Linked DNA regions of Mus musculus: all the other regions are linked to region 1. A link is a contact called in public promoter capture Hi-C data. All regions are on one chromosome and are shown on one strand. Each heading gives the region's core, a stretch centred on a gene start, on an enhancer-like site or on the middle of the called end of the contact. The rest is flanking DNA. Distances are from core to core; before and after follow the strand shown. Region 1 overlaps Tead1 (TEA domain family member 1). Region 2 has its middle 27 kb from the start of Gm24154. Region 3 overlaps Tead1 (TEA domain family member 1).

Region 1 (3,065 bases), core at 335-2,834:
ACCATGATGAAAATCTCATTACCAAAATAAATCACTTGACCTTGCCTCTTCCAGTGTTTCGAGACTAGTGACAACCCAGAGAACTCAGAAATGCTCAGAGATGGAGGAATGAAATCCTCAAGGAAGACTCGCCAGGTGTTTCACTGGGCTATGACTTTGACTGACTTCACAGAGAATCCATTTTCAAAGGTCTTAGAGAAAAGGGATGCTCTCGGGGACCGCTGACTACTGGTCGAACATTAAGATTCGTTTATGTGCTAGCAAAAGCTTGATCACGAAGGGTGACCCTGGCCTTACATGGGCTCACATGACTCTGTCTCCGACTGGCTGAGGTAGCACTAAGGAGAGTCAACTTTCTCTGACAAAGTTAAAGCAGATCCCCTAAAGGGAGGCCCAGTCTCCAATTCAACTAGCCCAGGAACTACCACACTTCCCTCCAAGATAGCCTGAGGCATTCTATCTTATGCCACAAGACAGGGAGCCAAGGGGAGTGCTTCCTCCCTGGACAGATGGAGATACTGCAAGGCCAATGCAGAAAACCCATCTCTTCCTGATCAGGGGACAAAACCATGCAGGTTGTGTACTCTCTGGCCCTGTGAAACCCACAACCATACTAGACTCTTCCTCCCTAGTGAGGAAAAACGGTTGCCTCATTTTAAATCTGGCTGGCCACCAACAGACAGTAATCGGATAGTGTTAACTTAAGGAGAAAGACACCCATACTCAAAAACAGATACAACTGGGAAGTACTGGGAACTGAGTTACCCTCGTCCTAGACACATATCCCACAGCCAACACCAAACTTACCAATATCTAATCACCCTGCTGAATTCCACCCCTCAAAACCACAATATCCTAGATGGCAAGTCTCCAAGGACCTGTTGTCCTCATTTATTTGATCATCTTTCCCAGGAGCCCAAAACTACATTAACACCAAGCACAAATGTGATCAGGTTAATAGCTGATAGAATAACTCCAATCTGAAGCTTCCATGGATTCAGTTCTCAGCAAGAGATCTTAAAAATCATTTTCACATAAAAAGTTTACAATTGAGTTATAGGCAAAGTGGGCAACTATTTACAAAGGAAAATCTCAATGGAGGGGGAAAAAACATTTTCAAAGGCACGATCTCATTAGATAGCTTAGGCTGGCTCTAATTCTCACTCTCCTTCTGCCTTAGACTCCTGAGTGTTGTTGGGATTATAGATGTACACCACCAAATGTCTTACGCCATTAATTTAGATTAAAACAACCTGTGAGCAAAGAAGTGGGAGCTTCACAATGCAACATCCCAAAGCTATGCTTCAAGGGAAAGCTGAGGAAGGAGAAGCCGGGGAAGAAAGGACGGACGCAGGATCCACCCACAGCAGCTGAGCAACCGGTTTCGGCCCGACTTCACTACCCTAGATAAAAAGAGGATTCTCTGGCTATAGCAGAAACTCACAAGAGCATAAAACAAATGCCACAAGTTTGGGTTCTCACTCCCGAGTGCATGACAGGCTGAGAGGCTCAGTGCCACAGAAAGCAAAAGTGTCTTTGTTTCCATTACATCATCCGTGGTGAAGGGGGAGGGCAGGCAGGGCACAGCTGGTGGCAGCTGTGCTACCATCTGCTCTCCTCTCAGAAGTCTTTGCTGGTCTGAGCACAGCCTCCTTGGGCTCCTGACAGAGACACGCGGGGTTAAAGGTACAACACCCTATTACAGAAATAGTGGGAATTACTGAGAAATAAATCACTCCTCTGTTGAGTTAAGAGCCTCGGGTAGTGGATGAGCCAGTGTTGGTGGAATTTATGCTGGCTGCATCTCTTTAGACTTGGTGACAACACAAACTCTGTCAACTCAGTTAGACAAGCACTATGTACAAGTGACCACCTGCCACCTACTTTCCTAAAGGTAGATAGCCAAAAAACCCGCAAGTCTGCATGCAGCTGGGAGCATTCTGGAAAGAGAATGTCCCCAACCTGTGGAGGGAAGCTTCACACCAGCTAGGGTGGGGACATTCGCTGTCAGCAACCAGAGCCATTTGGAAAGCTGGGCCTGCCTTCCTTGCCTCATGCAGCTTTCCCCAGAACCTACTCAGAGGACAGTCATAGAGGAAGGGGAAGCTGGGAGCTGGGAGCTGGGCACATGAATTGGGGCTGGGGAAAAACAGATGGGACAGGACAGGACACACAACAACGTCTTAACTAGCCATTCAGCTGCAAGTTAGAAGCAAGAATGGAAACAGGCCAATCAAACCTGTGTGTGTTTTATCTGGCCAGTACAGGGCTGATCCTGAAGTGGGGGATTTCAGAATTTTTAGAGGGACATAATGTTGAGGCAGGGTCTCATTAAGTCCAGGTTGGCCAGAATTCTCTATGTAGACCTTGAACTTCTGGTCAACCTAGCTCCACTTCCTGAGTGCTGGGATTACAGGGGAGCACTACTGGGATTACAGGGGAGCACTGCCATGCCCTGTTTCCCAAGGCTGTAGATTAAACCTAGAGGTCTGTGCTGCCAGGAACAACCACATCCCCAGCCAATAAAAAAAGAATAGATTTCAAATACAAATCTAAAGCACAAGATCTTCCTGCAAGGGTGGGAAGGACTCAAGGGACTCGGTCCCACTCGACGCCAGCTATGTGGAGCCGAATGACTGAAGAATTTGTTCCCTCCTGCACGTATGCCACCGTGGCACGTGAACCTTGAGAGCATCTGCCAGAAGGCCTGTCAAGCATGAAGAGAAAACCCCCAAGGGATGGTATCCCAGGATCCTCCTCTGTAGTGGAGCCCTGGTCCCTGGGATAGCCAAATGTCATTCTACAAAGAGCAACCAGGCTGGCTTCGGAGAACATCCCCTCCCACTGCAGCAGGCTGGAGGCCCTGAAAGGAATGTTCCAGGCCACTTACCATACATTTTGCCTTCGTCTGATAAGATGATTTTTCTCCTCCCACACGGCGGATAGATAGCCAGGGCCTCCTGGAAACTCTGCTCAATATCAGGACTCCAGACGCCCTCCGCGTCGTTGTCAATCGGCTTATCTGCCGAGTCGCTCATCCTTTCCATGTTTTCGGCAGGGCTCTC
Region 2 (3,065 bases), core at 385-2,884, 120 kb after region 1:
TAAAAAATCTTACATGTCTCATTGCTATATATTTGATATACTTTTTTATTTTGTTTTTTGTTTTTTTTTTCTTTTGTGGTTTGGTTGGTTGGTTGTGGGGGTTGGGTTTTTTGCTTTTTTTTTTTTTTTTTTTTTTTGAGACAGGATTTTTCTGTGTAGCCTTGACTGTCCTGGAACTCACTACATAGACCAGGCTGGCTTTGAACTCAGGCATCCTTCTTGTCTTCTGAGTGCTGGGATTAAAGTCATACCTGGCTATTTGGTATTTTTTATATTACTTTTGCTATGGTTAAAAAAATAAAATGGCTCCTAAGGGTTGGGTGTGGTGGCTCAGGCCTTTAATCCCAGCACTTTGGAGGCAGAGGCAGGCTCCAGGCATCAGTTAACACCTGGATCTCTCTGCACCTGCAGATACATCATTGAAGTTTTCAGTTACATGACTCAATAAACACTTCTGTTGGCTTTAGTATTTTGAGTTCTGTTTACTTAGCAGCAATTGAATCTTACATGGATAATTAACAATAGTGAGAACGGAAAAGCACTCACTAGATCCACCTTCTATGGCTGCAGTTATGTTGTCTGAGTTTTAGTCATTATGAGTCATGTAATTCCTGGGGTTGGTTGAGAGGGTGGAAGGGAGGGAGATGCTGGGTAAATGGAAGGACCCAGGTTTTTAAAGAGGAACCCTGGCTTTCAAAAGAAGAATAAAAGCATCAAGAAGCAACTCTGAGCCTCAGAGCCGAGTTAAAGAGAGGGGACTGTTGCATAGGTCTCTTTATTGGAGGAGTGGAGACCCCTCACTCAGAGCTTCTGAGTGGTCTGGAAGGACATGGAGGGGCTAGGCTTGGTGGCAAGTGCTTTACCCACTGAGACATCTTGGTGGCCTCTATTTTTAATCTAAAAAATGTATTAACAAGCCCTTTATATAACTGAGATTTTTTTTTAAGATTTTTTTTTTTTTTTTTTGGTTTAGGTGTGTGTGTGTGTGTGTGTGTGTGTGTGTGTATGTGTGAGCTGGCCATACACATGTGTATAGGTGCCCACAGAGGCCAGCAGAGGGCATTAGATGCCTGGAGCTGGTGATAGGCTGTTGTAAGCTGCCCCATCTGGGTGCTGGGGATTAAACTTAGGTCCTCTAGAAAAGCGGCAAGCATTTAACCAGTTAGTCATCTCTCCAGCTCTAATGTCAATGTGATGCTGTTTCGCTGAACAAAATGGAAAGGAGCCAATAAATGCTTTCCTAAGCCTTCATTTGGTGAGGTACATCTAGGTTCTCATGACTGGGAAAAATCTGGACTGACTTTAACTCTGTGTGTAGGAAACGGGTCTGTACGAGAAGACCACCAGGGAAAACCCAGCCAGGTCATGTGGAAATATGCGAATGTTCCTTTGCCCATTTGTTTCAACTGTTTTTCCCTCTCCACAACATTCTCCAAATGCTGGTCTATTTAGCATAATCACAATCATTTTAGGTGCTAACCTAAGACAATGTCAAGACCCGCCTCCAGCCCTCCATTCCCGCCAGCTCCTGGGACGACTCCCCCTAGTGGCTGCTCTGAAGACACATGCAGCGCCAACTGGGTCAGGACATCACCTAGGCTCTGATGGAGGAGAGGGGGCCAAGAACACTGGGTGGCAGCCACCCATATTTCCTAAACCTAAGTAGAACAAACACTTCACAGAACGTTCCCAGTCCGTGATGCAATCCTTCCCCAGGGGAAAACACTCCTCTCTGCTTGGGTGATTCCAGGGCCTGGAAGATAAACAGTGGGGGATGGGGGACAGAAACCCAGAACCTCCAGAGGAAAGGGTTGATGAATGGGGCTGAGGGGGCCAAAGACTTTTCTGATCCTACTCAATCTTAAGTCGTAATCCACCTGAGCAGCAGTTATGGGGCCACAGTGTTCCTAGACCGCTTGCTGAAGGAACGTTCTGGAACAGTCTGGACCTGTCCCCAGAAGGCTGGCTTTGAGCTCAGTGAGCCTGTGCCTATATCTGGGTCAGGCATTCACACAAGTCCTAGAGTTTCAGAACCCATTCTTTAAGGTTTGCACAGGTTTGCGAGGAAGGCTGTTCTGAGTGCTAGCGGTTACATCCTGAAAGCTGGACTGTCTTGATCCTGGGGTTAGGGAAAGGGAGACAGGCGTACACTGAGCCAGCACATCCTGCCAAGGATGGAGCAAGCACATGGACAAGTTGGCATGGGCGATCCCTAGGTCTCCGAAATTAAAAGCCTCTCTTGCTCTGATCACGGCAATTATTTGTCACCTACAGACATTGTCAATCATGGAAGTTCTTACCCACAGCTTTGCTGTTTCTTCTGCCTCAGCCCTTGTCCTTTGAGCTCTCCCTGACACTTGCCTGGTGGTTTGCTCTGCAAGCCTTCTTTTTATCTAAGAACCACTGCCAAGCCACAGTTTCCTGTGTTTTGTCTGATCATCCAGGCAAGAAAGTACTGTCTGTGGGCCATATCTGTCACTCAGGGCCATAATTACTCCTAGACTCTTTGGATGCTGCCTGAACATCTCTCAGAAATACCACAACTTTCCTGTTCTTTCTTTCTTTTGATGGAGCTACATAGAGACAAATAGCATTATTGGAAACCTGTCAAGTACTGCATACTGAACCTATGCAGGAATGCCGCTATGTAAATGTACTTTGCTCCAGGCAGACCCTTAGTGCACAGCAGGGAAATTCAGGATGGAGAGGGCAAGTGACTGTAATCTGTTGAGGTCACATCACTGAGATACCAGGCAGGACAGGAGCCCAATTTGTCTCATCACCGGTCAGCCATTTGTCTCCTATATTATATTTCTTTCCTATTTAAAAAGGCCTTTTCAGGCTGGAAAGATGGCTCAGTGGTTAAGAGCAGTGACTGCTCTTCCAGAGATCCTGAGTTCAATTCCCAGCAACCACATGGTGGCTTGCAAACATCTGTAATGGGATTTGATGCATCTTTTGGTGTGTCTAAAGACAACTACACTGTACTCATATAAATAAAATAAATAAATCTTTAAAACAATGAAAATATATAAATAAGGCCTTTTCAGGCTCGGTGTAGTGGC
Region 3 (3,065 bases), core at 236-2,735, 81 kb before region 1:
TCTGAATTACCCCATTTCAGAGAAGTAAATGCCAGGCACACTAAACTGGAGCAGGAAAAGCAACTCGGAATTTAAAATGATCAGTGCCTTAATTTTTAAATTTGTATTTAGTTATTTCTTACTGTGGATGGTTCTTGGTTATAAATGGTGCCCCATATTTAAAAAAAAAAAAAAGCTCAACATGAAGCAGGCTTGATTATCTTATCTTCAAGACCATCGTTAGGTTTTGTCTTATTGTTTTGTTTTTGCCTGTGGCCATATCTGCAGATTTCTTTATTTCTCTCTTTTCTGTGTTTATTTTGTTTTTTGAGATAAGGTTTCTCTGTGTAACAGAGCCCTGGCTGTCCTAGACTGGCTCTGTGAACCAAGCTGGCCTGGAACTCATAGATATCCACCTGCCTCTGCCTCTTGAGTGCTGGGATTAAAGGCATGCACCACCATGCCAGCGCTCTCTTCTGTATTTTTGAGATGGTATCTCATTATAAATTTGTAGCCATGCTCCCTGCCTCTTTTCTTTTTTTTTTTTTTTTTTTTTTTTTTTTAAGATTTATTTATTTATTATATGTAAGTACACTGTAGTTGTCTTCAGATACACCAGAAGAGGGCACCAGATCTCATTACGGGTGGTTGTGAGCCACCATGTGGTTGCTGGGATTTGAACTTCAGACCTTCGGAAGAGCAGTCGGGTGCCCTTACCCACTGAGCCATCTCACCAGCCCCTCCCTGCCTCTTTTCTACGGGGATCACAGGTATAAGCCACAGTGTCTGGTTTAGCTTTCTCTACTAAGGAGACCCACTAAAAAAACAGCATATCAGACAATGTGGAAGACAATTTGTGTTGAAGGAGATACATATAAAAATGTATTTTCTCAAATTACTATTATTTATCTTATGTATATGTGTGTTTTGCTGGCAGAGGCCAGAAAATGGCATTGGATCCCCTGGAACTCAAGTTATAGACAATTGTGAGGTGCTATAAGGATTCTGAGAATTAAACCAGGGTTCTCTGGGCCATCTCTCCAGCCCTTTTTAAAAAAAAAAAAGATACATTAATTTTTTTTTTTAAAAATCCAAAACCATAAATTAGAATCAGTGCTAAATGTATTATAAAAGTCATTTCACAACAACTGGAGACAATTTCATCCTTTTCAGTTATTTTTATTTTATTTTATTTTTAAGGTTATACTAGACTATCCATTAGCTGATTCTCAAATTGCTACAGGACAGTTATTAGAAGATTTTTTTTTTCTTTTTCTTTTTCTTTTCTTCTTTTAATTGCATTTCTGTGCTGAAGTTATTGAGATCAGCTCTCTGCTGCGACTGCGATTGCGTTGTTACTGGGAAACTTGCACACACTCGCGCACACACAGAGTTTAACGTGAGGCCCGTACAAAAACAGAGAGATTAGACACAAAGAAATGTAAACAGCCCTCACATGCTAGGAAGCTAGGTTACAAGAATCCCAGCGCCAGGCATTCACCAGTCACCATGGAAAACAGGAAGTGAGGTGCATAGCAACCACGAGCCAAAAAGCAGAAAAGCGCATACCTTCAGCTTGGAATGAAAATCACGAGATTTCCTTCTGGCAAGAACCTGAATGTGACTAGACACCTGCAGGGTAGGGGAAGGGAGGAAAACAAAGGAAAAGCCTGTAACCATGGAGATGAAAAGCCCCCTACAACTGGGCAAGCCAGACGTACCTTAATGGCGGCTTGAATTTCTCGAACTTTCTTTCTTGCTAAGACCTGTATATGACTAGACACCTACATTTTTCGGGTTTATGCGGGGGAAACAAAACGAGAAAAAAAGAAAACAAAAAAAAACAAAAACAAAAACAAAAAAAGGAAATCAAATATAAAATCGCTATTCCTTGGGAGGGGTGGGGTAGGGGAGGTTATTTGCATCTCAACGAAGCTCTGCAGTTAGGAACATACAGTCCCAGCCAGACACCAAGCCCCCAGCACCTCTCTAAAGCTCTATGGACAGGGTCCTCGTGGCAGTGACTTGATTCAGAACTTTAGGCAGGCTCGTCTCCATGTTCCCACCCAGAGAGATGAGAGGTGGGTGCTGGGAAAAACCTTATTTGGAGAGCCATAAGAAGAGAGAGGAGGGATGCTTTCTTTATGAAATTTTTAAAAAGGCGGGGGTAGAGATAAATTAAAATATTTACAGCATCTCAGTATCGGGAGAGAAAGAAAATTCCCCTTCCTCAATTTAGAGAGGACTGTCCATAAATTAGCATGCTCTACAGAATCAAAGCTGAGGCTGTGAGCTGGATTCTGATCTCCTGGAGGACTCTAGATTCTGTGGCAAATGCTGAAATAATACCGGCACATAAATTAGATCTCAAAGAAAAATGGGACCCAGTTAGCAGAGCCTCCCCGCCCACCCCAACCCCTTAAAATGTCTTTAATCCTTCCACACTTTTGGGAATCGCCTGGGAGCCAAGTGGATCTGCATATTATTACAAAAAGAGATGTGTGAATACAACCAGCCAGCCAGTTAAAAATCTGGTCTGAAAAACCACTCAGCTTTGCTGAACAACACTAGAGTGGTGTCGCCAACTGTGGCCAACAGGCACCCCGAGGGTGATGCTGGGTGTGGAAAAACTGCCAGACAGGCCTCTAACACAGTGATTCCACTGGGCAAGCAAAACCGCATCGATTTCAGTGGGACTTGATTACATTTAGAAGATCCCCCCGTGAAGGGGTCACTGGGCAAGTGAGCAGAGCGTGCTGGCCAACAGGCCAGTTCAGCACTTGAGATGGAAGGAGAGCGCGGTGTCTGCATTGGGAGACTCTGAACCTTCCCATTACAAGTTCAGTGACTTGGGCTTTGTGGCAGTCACCTCATTTCTAACTCTCCAGTGACTCCAGATTATTAAAGATCTTTTGGTAGTCAAATGTCTTTTGAGTTTCGATAATTCCCTTTCTTCCCGTTTCCAGGGAAGCAGGGCTCCCCCATCCTCTTCGCTCCTTCATCTGGCTCCCGCTGTTACTCATTTGCACCCAGAGTCGCTTCTGATTCTCTGCCTTGATGAGGGCCATGGCTGGGTGCATCCCCAG

The links. Capture Hi-C pulls out chosen DNA fragments and counts their contacts.
Region 2: a contact with region 1 is called in a promoter capture Hi-C map of adipose tissue. The contact joins two enhancer-like sites. A contact is called at or near these places in 1 of 484 Hi-C or Micro-C datasets (the HL-1 cell line), 2 of 115 datasets of contacts at active chromatin or transcription factors (embryonic stem cells and heart atrium) and 4 of 9 other capture datasets (adipose tissue, embryonic stem cells, liver and 1 more).
Region 3: a contact with region 1 is called in a promoter capture Hi-C map of adipose tissue. The contact joins two enhancer-like sites. A contact is called at or near these places in 1 of 15 datasets of contacts at CTCF or cohesin (the NIH/3T3 cell line), 5 of 484 Hi-C or Micro-C datasets (brain, brown adipocytes, cerebral cortex and 1 more), 4 of 115 datasets of contacts at active chromatin or transcription factors (cardiomyocytes, embryonic stem cells and heart atrium) and 3 of 9 other capture datasets (adipose tissue, liver and pancreatic islet).

What each region holds. Positions count from the first base shown.
Region 1 is chr7:112,759,465-112,762,529 of GRCm38.p6, reverse strand. Tead1 (TEA domain family member 1) reads right to left here. Exons shown (of 13, transcript NM_009346.4): 2 at 2,891-3,065. Among named protein-coding and RNA genes, the nearest start is that of Tead1, 82 kb to the right of the region's middle. Within about 2 kb of position 1,584, at least 98 of the 459 cell types and tissues checked have an H3K27ac peak or open chromatin away from gene starts, as enhancers often do. A contact at or near this core is called in adipose tissue and cerebral cortex, where this site is marked.
Region 2 is chr7:112,643,435-112,646,499 of GRCm38.p6, reverse strand. No RefSeq gene overlaps it. Among named protein-coding and RNA genes, the nearest start is that of Gm24154, 27 kb to the right of the region's middle. Within about 2 kb of position 1,634, at least 59 of the 459 cell types and tissues checked have an H3K27ac peak or open chromatin away from gene starts, as enhancers often do. A contact at or near this core is called in adipose tissue, where this site is marked.
Region 3 is chr7:112,840,586-112,843,650 of GRCm38.p6, reverse strand. It overlaps Tead1 (TEA domain family member 1), which reads right to left. Exons shown (of 13, transcript NM_009346.4): 4 at 1,549-1,611. Among named protein-coding and RNA genes, the nearest start is that of Rassf10, 110 kb to the left of the region's middle. Within about 2 kb of position 1,485, at least 98 of the 459 cell types and tissues checked have an H3K27ac peak or open chromatin away from gene starts, as enhancers often do. A contact at or near this core is called in adipose tissue and cerebral cortex, where this site is marked.